2 separate regions of the Zea mays genome follow, and region 1 is linked to region 2. The links are chromatin contacts, called in public Hi-C maps. All regions are on one chromosome and are shown on one strand. Each heading gives the region's core, a stretch centred on a gene start, on an enhancer-like site or on the middle of the called end of the contact. The rest is flanking DNA. Distances are from core to core; before and after follow the strand shown.

Region 1 (5,002 bases), core at 215-2,714, 260 kb after region 2:
CTAGTTAATGGAGACATCGAATCAGTTCTTTTTTCCTTTTTATTTCGTCGTAAAAAATATACAGGACTTGCTAAAACTCAGGTGTCTGAATTTATATTTCCTTTCACTTTCAGACGACAGTTAAACAGTTATTGCATTGTGATTTTTAGACATAACCTATAACTTTCGGTTACTACTCATTAGACAAAGCCATTAAGATAATTAACAATTTGTAATTGTTTCTATGAGGATAAAAATTTGCTATGTAATGACAAAAGCAACAATTTACTTGTACTAGTCGTTGGTGGTGTCGTCAGAGTCTAGATCGATTATTTTTTACATAGGTTTTAAAACTAGCTAGATGTTAAATTAGAAATAGATTTAGTTTGCTTGTCTAATTTATCATTCTCTTAGATGTCAGTCTTTGCCTAGGTGATTTGACGGGCAGAGTTACGCTGAAGAAGTTGGAATGGTTCTTCTCAAAGAAATCCATTAACTTTAATGACTAGTTCGACAACTTCATTTTTACAAGCGATTCTCAACAATTTATCTAAATTTCTTTAAAAATAGGGTTGACAAACTAGGGCCAATAATGTATTATTATCAACAATGGAGATGTAAATATTAGTACATCAAATGTGGCAGCTACATTCGCTCTCACGCCTGCTGCGCGCGTTACAATTTATTTTATAGAATGACAAGACAAACATCCATCACAAGTATAGAATAATACACACAATTCAATGATCAACACCGTTGACTGTTCCTATATACGGAGTACATATGCGTCTAGCCCCTCCCTCCGAACAGCGCCTTGAGCTTGACGATCTGCAGTTCGTCCAGGTTGGTCACCTTGTTCACGACCTCCGTGGGCAGGTCGTTGGCGAAGAGCGCGAAGTCGAGGATCTGCAGGCCGGGGTTGTCGCTGCTGAACGAGGACAGCGTCACCGCCGTGGTGTTGCCGTGGCTGTACTGGAAGTGGAGCTGGCCCTGCGGGAGCACCATCAGGTCGCCGGCGTACAGCGTCTTGGTGTACACCCTGTTGAGCGTGGCGCTGATGAAGCCGCAGACGACGCTGCCCTCGATGACGAAGATGAGCTCGGTGCCTCCCGGGTGGGAGTGCAGCGGCGCGACGCCGCCCGGGACCATCACCATCCGCGCGGCAGAGATGCCCAGCCCGTTCAGGCCGGGGAACGTGGTGACGACGGCCGAGCCCAGGGAGATCTTGAAGGGTTTCAGCGCCGTGCCGGGGGTGGCGAGGCCGCCATAGTGGAAGTCGTCGGCGGTCACGTCCTTCGGGGGCTTGCACGGGTAGCCGCCCGGCGTGGCGGCGGCGGATAGGTCGGCGATGCAGAAGTCCTGGTACACGGCGAGGGAGGAGAATGGCAGCACGACGAGCGAAGCCACGAGGGCGAGGAGCAGCTCGGCCTTGGCCATGCTGTACGTAGGCATGCAGAGGCTATCTAGCTGTATGTTTGGACGCGTGTCTCTGACGATGTTAATTTGGTACTACATACTAGGTATATATATACTAGGACTAGGAGTGTGGCGTGTTCACCTGTTCTTTGCCCCGGCGGCTAGCTAACTGCCCGGCGGCGTATATCGATCCAGAACTGTCTATAATAATATAATATAATCACCACTAGCACACAATAATCGGGGATGACAGAGGCGGCTAATAACCCGCCCCACGTCCGCGCAACCCGCAAACGCATCACGTGCTGAATCGGTGAGCCCGGAATGGATACTTATTCAGATGTTTTTTTTTGTTTTTTTTCTTCAATGGTGAACAAATAGCACATAGAATTTGCTATATAAATTTATGTTCTTGTTTTTTACATTGAGAGTAATAATATTTATAAAAAGTAAACCTCAAATTATTCTATATCTTTTTAAATGATTCATATAAAATTTGAATACAGATACAAATTCAGATTCAAATGTTTTTCATCCTTTTTCGGTGCCCTCAATTCGGATGCACACAAAAAAATTATTTTTGCCCTTCATAATATTTCCAATAACATAACTAAAATTTAGCACAAAATTCTATGCATATCTAGGTTAAAATATTAGATTTGTCACATAATTCAAACGTTTTAGGAACATCTCTACCCAGAAAGGCTTAGGAACATCCCTACCCAGAAAGGCTGCAAGTGCAACGACTAATCCATATTTAATTTAGAGATTGAATGACCATCTGTGTCGACAGTAGATTTGGATATCGATATACAATATCAATTGAGTGTTGGAGGACTGATGTAAGTTCTTAAGTTATAGGCTTAAGCATAATTTGGTTTTACCTAAATGTTTTATCTTATATGATAACTACCTGTTTTGATATGCATCATATGGGAGATGTATAAAATCCAGCTGGATTTCATTATAAACATATAGGTGCAATCATCAAGATGGGAGACATCCTTTAGTGAAAGGAATTCACTAGTTGTACCATAATTGATTTTACTATTTCAAGTCACAGAGTGACTTCATTTGTACACATGTATGCTATCATTTATGTTTTGATTCAGAATACTAAGTCCACTAGGACTTATAATTAAAATATATCAAAAATCGAATTTAGTCTACCTTACCAATATAGGAACATAGTATGTACCAGTGGGTGCATTATGCTAAGTACAAGCTCTCGATATTTCACCACCTTACGTATTTTAAAAAAATCCATAATGATTCCATTGAGAAAGCATTGTGAGAAATAATTAACAAGGTAAAGACCTCCCACTGTTGAGTGAAAGCAATTATGTCCTTATTTACCACATTTGGTTTACCCAATATGGGTGTTTGAACATTCTACCTATGACTTCCTGTCTGGAACTAGATAAGGTGCATGGAAATTTTGAGGAGTATGCCGATAGAGGTCTGCAGGCGAATGTTGAAGGGTTGACGAAGGAGATTTTTATGTTGGTCGCGATCAAACCAATCATGCAACAGATAACAAAAGGAATTTTGATTGCAACTGAGGTGCTATTTGGTTCACATAATTGTAATGGGATAGACAACATATAACGTTAAATCATGTTTGTTTAAGTCTAACTGTAATCAGATATCATACTAAAAACTATGCTAATCTATTTAAACTTCCGCTGTCACTTGATTGTGAATTATTATCGTTGTCATTTACGTTACAATTCGTGAACCAAATGGCACACCTGAGTGTCACATCATACATGGTGAAATATTCCTCAGTTGTCGGGGCGAGCTGCAGTAACTCAAAGAGAGGTAGTTACAAAGTTTCAGTCCAAAGAATTAAGGTCATGTTTGTTTACTCTCTAGATTATGTAATCTAGCTTAAAATAAGTTAAAGAGATAAAAAAACAATATTGATTATTAGTTGGATTATATAATCTAGATACCTAGATTATAATAATCCATAAGCAGATCAACATTTGCTTATATAATCTATAAGCTAGATTATATAATTATCTAAGGCGGTGTTTGTTTAAAATTATAATCTATTTAGATTATATAATCTAACAAATTTTAAACTAAGTGTTAATATAAAATTTGTTAGAATATATAATAAACAAATAAGGCCTAAGAAGATAACCCAGTGCAGCTGCGAACAGACGAGTTGTCCGACGTTCCGGTCCAAGTACCATGTATCTCAAGTACAGGGGAACGAGCATTTATTATGTTTTCTCCAGGGTTGAAAGTGCAGTTGCGTGCAGAGAATGAATGCCTAGGCATGCAGCCACTCGCTCTCGGTCGGTCGCTCCAGTCCTGCTGGCTTCGCTTATCTTCCCCTTTTATTTCTCGTGATGACATGGAATAGTCTATCCTCGTCTAGCTAATCAGGTCGCGGAAGGAAGCGCCCAGCTCTCGGGCACGGGCCCGACGTCATATATGACTTCCCTGTGGCAGGACCAGACAAGTTTGATGGCTTCCGGAGTCCCGATCCCTGCGCCTCGCGGATCACCGGCCGGGCCAAACCTGGATTTTGCAGTGGGACGGAAATGTTACGTTGCCGTATATAGTTTCATGTATGCCTACTTGTAACCGTGCATGCCAAGCTGAATTTTTGGGTCCTGGCTCACCAGTGGTTCTGTGGAGCGCCCGTGGTCCTCGCTCGAATTCCGGCGTAGGTTGTCCCGTTAACGGATCTCCCAAGTACATCCTGAAAATAAACCAAGATAAGGAAAACGTTCGGAAGTCATTCAAGTGTTTGGTTACTGACAGCGATGCTTTTGGGGGGGATCCTGAGATCATGCTGAAGAAACCCTGACTTTATCAAACTAAGTTCCATGTGAGAAATGCGGGGCTAAACAAACTTGCAGAGAGTTGAACCGACTTGCCTGCAGGAATAGCGGGTCGTTTGAGACAACTGCAGCTGTCAGATGCGCATTCATCCTTTCGCAGGCTTCTAAGACCAACTCAAGCTGATCCTCAGAGTATTCTGTGACTACCTGGGTTGTGGAATCAGAATAGGACAGTTTAATCATTAAGATTAAGCAGATCTAATAGAAGAGGTCAACAACATAGAAACATGTGATTAACTCCTGACAAAGCAACTGTTAGTATGGGTGATAAGGACGACAACAAAGACTGGTTTAAAAAATGCGCATGCAGCTTTGAATTGAATGTAGAAAAAAAAACTATAGGTACATGTTGCAGTCCGAAACAAATAAACTATGCCCTTTCTGTAGTCGTTAACATTTTTCCATCTCGTAGATGTTTCAGGAAGGGGTTAATAATTGCTATACTGGATTCATACTAGTCTCATACGAATGCCAGGCATCAAGTAATTTCCTTTTCCGAAGTTCTATGCATCATTGCATCTTACTGCTTAGAACAAAATAAAGCCATGAATTAACTCCAAGGACTAGTTTGAATACTCAAACCCCCTCCGGGATTGGAGGGGGATTGAAGGGGAAATTAATCCCCTCCAATCCTGGTGGGGATTTGAGTTTCCAAACTAACCCTAAAAATAGATCGCAGATTTGTGATTCATATCCACGAATAATGGTATTATATGTTGGAGTGAATGAACAGTAGTTCGATACAGTGA
Region 2 (5,055 bases), core at 795-3,294:
ACTGAGGCCACAGGAGCTGCCCATTTGGTAAATAAACTGCAAATAACTCTGTTGCCTCTGCATAATTAAACTAGCAACTTCTATGTCCAGGTAAATATTTCGCCAGCATTACTGTGTGCCTACTTCCTTGTCTACAAGTCAACTAAACCCAACTCACAGATGAATATACATAAAGGGAAACATGATATGATTATTAGACACTAACTTCTGCATGTTTATCCTTTACTTAGGAAAATAAACATTATACGCTCATAAATTACCAGTCGTGCTTGCACCCAATCCACCTAATATCCTTTCTTCGTTACATAGGGCATGATTCAAACCAGACATGCCTGCACAAATGACATGAAAACACAGGAATTACAATTTATCATTAAAACAATCCACACAGATCTTCACAAAAAAGTTAAGCTAAGGAAAAGCGAAAATACAAATGTATTGCAGATTTTCTTTCGATAAAGAGAAAAATATATATAGCTCATAGAACGTGGGGCACAACAACCATTAGATAGTGAAGTCAACTAGAAGATGCTCACATCAACATTCCTGATATTCTATTTCTTTCCAAAAGATGAAAAGAACAGCCAAAAGTTACCTTTAGAGGCAATAGTGAACTTAGGGAGTGTTTGGTTACTAGTCCCTCCATTTTATTTCACTTTAGTTCATAAATTGCTAAATACGGAAACTATAACTCTATTTTAGTTTCCGTATTTAACAATTTAGGAACTAAAGTGGAATAAAATGGAGGGACTAAAAATTAGTCCCTAAAACAAAACACCCCCTTAATAGCCTTCTTGGTTTCCTTAAAGAAGGTCGAATATTCGAATGTACCAAAAGAAATATCTGGTCCCAAGAAAGTCCTAGCCGCTAGCCGCGCACGTCACAACGGTCATTCTCAGCCAAATGATCAAACATCCATACCATATAAAAACATGTTGCAAATAATGAACAAATACAGTAACCTAATGAAGCAATCATCAAACAAGCAATGCAATCCAGCGTGAGCTGACCAATTATTGAAGATGACAATTTTCTAATCCAGTTGTAAAGAAGTAGAGAAAAAGAAACCACCATAACCCAAACGGTAGCGTACAAGAAAGAACTTCCACTGCACATTGTGTTGTTAGCTCTGCATAACCGTCAACGCCTACCTCTCAAACTTCCAGACCAAATCTCCATAATTTCAATCCAAACAAGAGCAAGCTTGAGCAACCAGATCGATTCAGAAATTCAGAACATTCCGCTCAAGAAACAGAAAGGGCGGAGGAGAAGGGAAGAGTGAAGTAACCTTCGCGGTCGGTCTCGCCCTCCGAGGTATCGTGCTCGTCGGCGCTGAAGTCGGAATCCCCGGACCCCGCGCCGATGTTTAGCCACTTGCGCAGCACCACCCTGTTCCACAGCTGCGACACGCAATTCCAATCCGCGCCGCAGCACAACACCATCTCGGCCCACCTCTGCATCACAAGATCCTTCGTCTCGCGCAAAACAGAGACAAGAACAGCAAAAAGGATCAGAAATTTGATCCTAGAAACAGCTGGTTGAAGAACTTAAGCGAAGAAGCTCCGGGCATTAGACAACTACCAGCATCTGCATCCCGCCGCCGTTACGCAGAGAGGCGCCGGCCGAAGCGGCCATGGCTGCCTCATGGTGCGCTCGGTGAGGCGGGATAAATAACCGCGTCAGGGAGGAGGAAGAGGACGCCATACACACGGCTGCAGCAGCTCCCCTACCCAGAGAATGAAACTGAAACGTGATGGTCACTTGGACCTTGGCTAGTTGGATTCCCTTTTCTAGTCTAGAAAGCCAAGAAATAGACCGACCAGTCTATCTTCAAGAACCGTGGTGGGGCTCGGTTGGCGTCTCTGCTGTTCGAAAGTTCTTTGCGCTGGCGCGCGCGGACGCAGTGGAGGTGGAGGGTCGTGCTCCTACATCATTCTATCGAACAGCTTAAGTGCATCCTCTAACTTCTCATTCTGCTGAAGTACATCAACCATCTCATCGTAGCTCTCGACCCCAAACCTTATCGTCGATTTTGGGATGTGGCCCAATGAGGGGTCCTTTAGAACACAGAAATGTCATAAAAATTTAACAGAATTTATTTCACGTAGGATTCAGAAAATTTTCCTTTGTTATAAAGAAGACCTAATCTAAAGTCGAGCATATCATCCTTAAGCTCGACGGCATCCATAAGCCAGCCATGGTCGGTAACGAGGCACTCGACGACGACACATCCACTCTAACAGACAACAGGAATGGTTCTGTCACAACACTTGACTCCAAATTAAACAATATTTTCTAAAGGATTATCTCATCCAAACTCGTTCTGTTATTGCAAGCAAGCATAACTTTAATAGACGACGTGGATAGCCTGTCAAATTAGGGCCAAGCCTTTAATATATAAAGATGTCGTCATTAATCTCTAAAGATTTCTAAAATATATTTAATTTAAAATAAAAAATCATGCTGTTTGAAAAGTTTGTTTTAATCTTATAGTTATTATTAAAGGACATATTTAGCCTCATACAAAGTAGCAATGAGTTGTTGTTTTTATTTTTGAAAATAAAACTAGACGCTGATCAGCCTGTCGTATGACTTCGATCAATCTTCAAAGAATTTAATGATTGTTTACTCAAACCAATGGCATCGTAATACGGTAATGGCAAGGATACAGATACAATGACTCAAAAGGAGTCTGTAATCATGGTCTCACAACTCACAAATACTATACCCTTGATCAAATAAGGTTGTTGCAAGGATGGAAATGCACATCCTACTACTACTACTAATCTATGCTGTGCAATTGAATCTTTCTAACAGATTCAGAAATCAAGGATCAGCATTGCATTGCGTCGAGCTAGGAAATTGCCTGGCTCATGGTTAATTGGTCTTAGGTTCAAGGTGTGCTTCCTTCCTAGACAACAGGTGATCCTCAGCCTCTGCGTTGCTGAATGTTAGAGCTCTTTGCAGCCTCCTGGGGCAGACAATTTCAACATCTGCCATATAAACTGCAGTCACCGGTCGATGATCAGATAATATAAGCTCCGCCCTGTTGTATGAAAGTAGCCTTGTCCCCTCCCCATACGAGAGGATGCGGTCACACCTATACAAGCAGGTGAAGATGTTAATTTCCTTATTTCCATAGACATATCTCAAGTTTGATGTCTAGTGGAGCATACCATGCGGGTGTTCTTCTCCCAGATTTCGTCGCGTCACTTACATATTTTTCTGAGTTAAACTCGTATTTATACGTTGGGGGGAAGGTGATAGGCCCTTCAACCCAACCATCAAATGTGCACCCTTTACCTAGTTCCTTTTTCAGCTGTCACAGAGAGAAGGATGAGCTGGAAACTCTGTGCAAGTATATATTGGGAAGTATTAGGATATCTAAATTACCTGATCCATCTTAAACAATCCATCCCAGTCCTGTTTGGAGATAAGTTCATGCGTAGTCTCATACGATAAATTGAGTCGATAGTTGAGATCCCCTAGCAGTGTAATCCTTCTGAAAATTTTAAGGAGACACATTTATTTAATATAGAAGCCATTGGGAATTGTTGATTCCTAAGTGCGTATTGGAGCGTAGCGCAAAATATTGAAGACGCGTATTAACTCACTCATGGTCATGTATTCTCTGGGGCACACCTATCGTATGAACTGGGTTAAAAACAGTCCTTCTATTGATTTCTTCAACATTTGCATTTCTCTTTAGTTCGTCGCCGTTTTTCTCACCAGAGGCCAGGTGGCAACATACAAAGCAGAAATGAGTTTCATGCATAGTCATGCTGACTGATACTGATCCCTGAAGCATGTTGAAGGAACAAATGTTAGCATGTGCTTTACTTTTATACAAACAAATTTAAACAAGTATGTCCACCACGAATGCAATACTAAGCAGGTTAACTTTTAAGGAAATAAACAAAATTTCTCTCTTTTCATGATTCTTGAAAGTATGGTATCATCAAAACATGCATTTGTTTTAACTCCAGTTCTCAGAAGAGATATTTAAAATCGCTGTGGGCAATGTGGCAAGCAACATTTTAGGATTCCAAGTATGATACAATTATTGTTGTAACCTAAATCTGCATGAGTAATAAAAGACATAAATTTTTGTCACTTGCCTTGTTACCAATAAAACCCCTTGTACCTACACCGACAGTTGACACTCTCAGATTCTGGATGTGCTTCTGCAGGCTTCTCTGGACCCATACCGAAAGAAACACTCCTACCATTTGCTTGCTTATTACCCGTACATACTGCAGCCTTTTCCTTTTATCCCCATTATAATTGTGAACGCCACAGGCTAAATCCAATGGCCGGAGACGGCGTCGAGCTGAATCGGATGATTCTGCATTGTGCAGCCGATGAAGCTCCCCATCGCTATCACTGTTGGATTCGTTATGCAACTCATTCTCCACGGCAAGAACATAGTCTAATGGATTAAACCTTGCTGGCGGGGGAGAGTCACTGTGGCGTTTGGACTTCGATTTATCCGGACACTTCTTGTTCAAAGTTTCGTGGATGATATGCTCCCATACTGCGACCGGACGAGTGTCTTCAGTTCCAATCATATACCCGACTTCCAGTGGGATAATCTCTTGAAATCTGAAAGGTAGCGGCAGTTTTCATGGTAAATGGAGCTTTTTTTTAATTTGTAAGGAATATTAGTAATTGAAGCAGTTCTGCATCTTTTTAATGTTGATTCAAAAATAAAAAGGTAGTGTCAAATTTCATAACCAAATAGCATGTGGGCCTACAGTATATGAGTAACAGCTCTCTTAACTGCCACCTTTAATATACTTGTCCAGCTGCATCTGTTTGGTAAATGAATTTCAATTGAGAAGGCATAATTTCTTCAAAAATAAATATGTACGTGGACAATTTTCTTGCAAAAAATATATATAAAAGGTTTACGTTATTGATTTTTTCCCTTTAGAAGTCGGCGGCATGTTTAAGTATAACCCACCCGAAAGAGAGAAAAAAAGGTTTATCTGAGAGAAAAATTACCCGAGAACATAAATATCAGCTGGTTCATCATCTATATCCAGCCATTCTTCA

The links. Hi-C and Micro-C count contacts between places; a contact is called where the count stands out from the background.
Region 1: a contact with region 2 is called in a Hi-C map of endosperm, with 2.1 times the contacts expected there. The contact joins the promoter of LOC100191976 here to the promoter of LOC103630655 in region 2. A contact is called at or near these places in 2 of 25 Hi-C or Micro-C datasets (ear and endosperm).

The regions. Positions count from the first base shown.
Region 1 is chr6:172,941,593-172,946,594 of Zm-B73-REFERENCE-NAM-5.0, forward strand. It overlaps LOC100191976, which reads right to left and starts at 1,465. Exons shown (of 1, transcript NM_001137400.2): 1 at 562-1,465. The coding sequence starts at 1,431. The coding sequence ends at 769. It overlaps LOC100193220, which reads right to left. Exons shown (of 15, transcript NM_001309870.1): 13 at 4,290-4,400; 14 at 4,032-4,111; 15 at 3,490-3,927. The coding sequence ends at 3,789.
Region 2 is chr6:172,680,581-172,685,635 of Zm-B73-REFERENCE-NAM-5.0, forward strand. It overlaps LOC103630655 (type IV inositol polyphosphate 5-phosphatase 3), which reads right to left and starts at 2,045. Exons shown (of 10, transcript XM_008651700.4): 1 at 1,582-2,045; 2 at 1,289-1,469; 3 at 261-332. The coding sequence starts at 1,704. It overlaps LOC103630656 (type IV inositol polyphosphate 5-phosphatase 3), which reads right to left. Exons shown (of 8, transcript XM_008651703.3): 3 at 5,005-5,055; 4 at 4,119-4,602; 5 at 3,615-3,799; 6 at 3,394-3,502; 7 at 3,177-3,319; 8 at 2,605-3,100. The coding sequence ends at 2,878.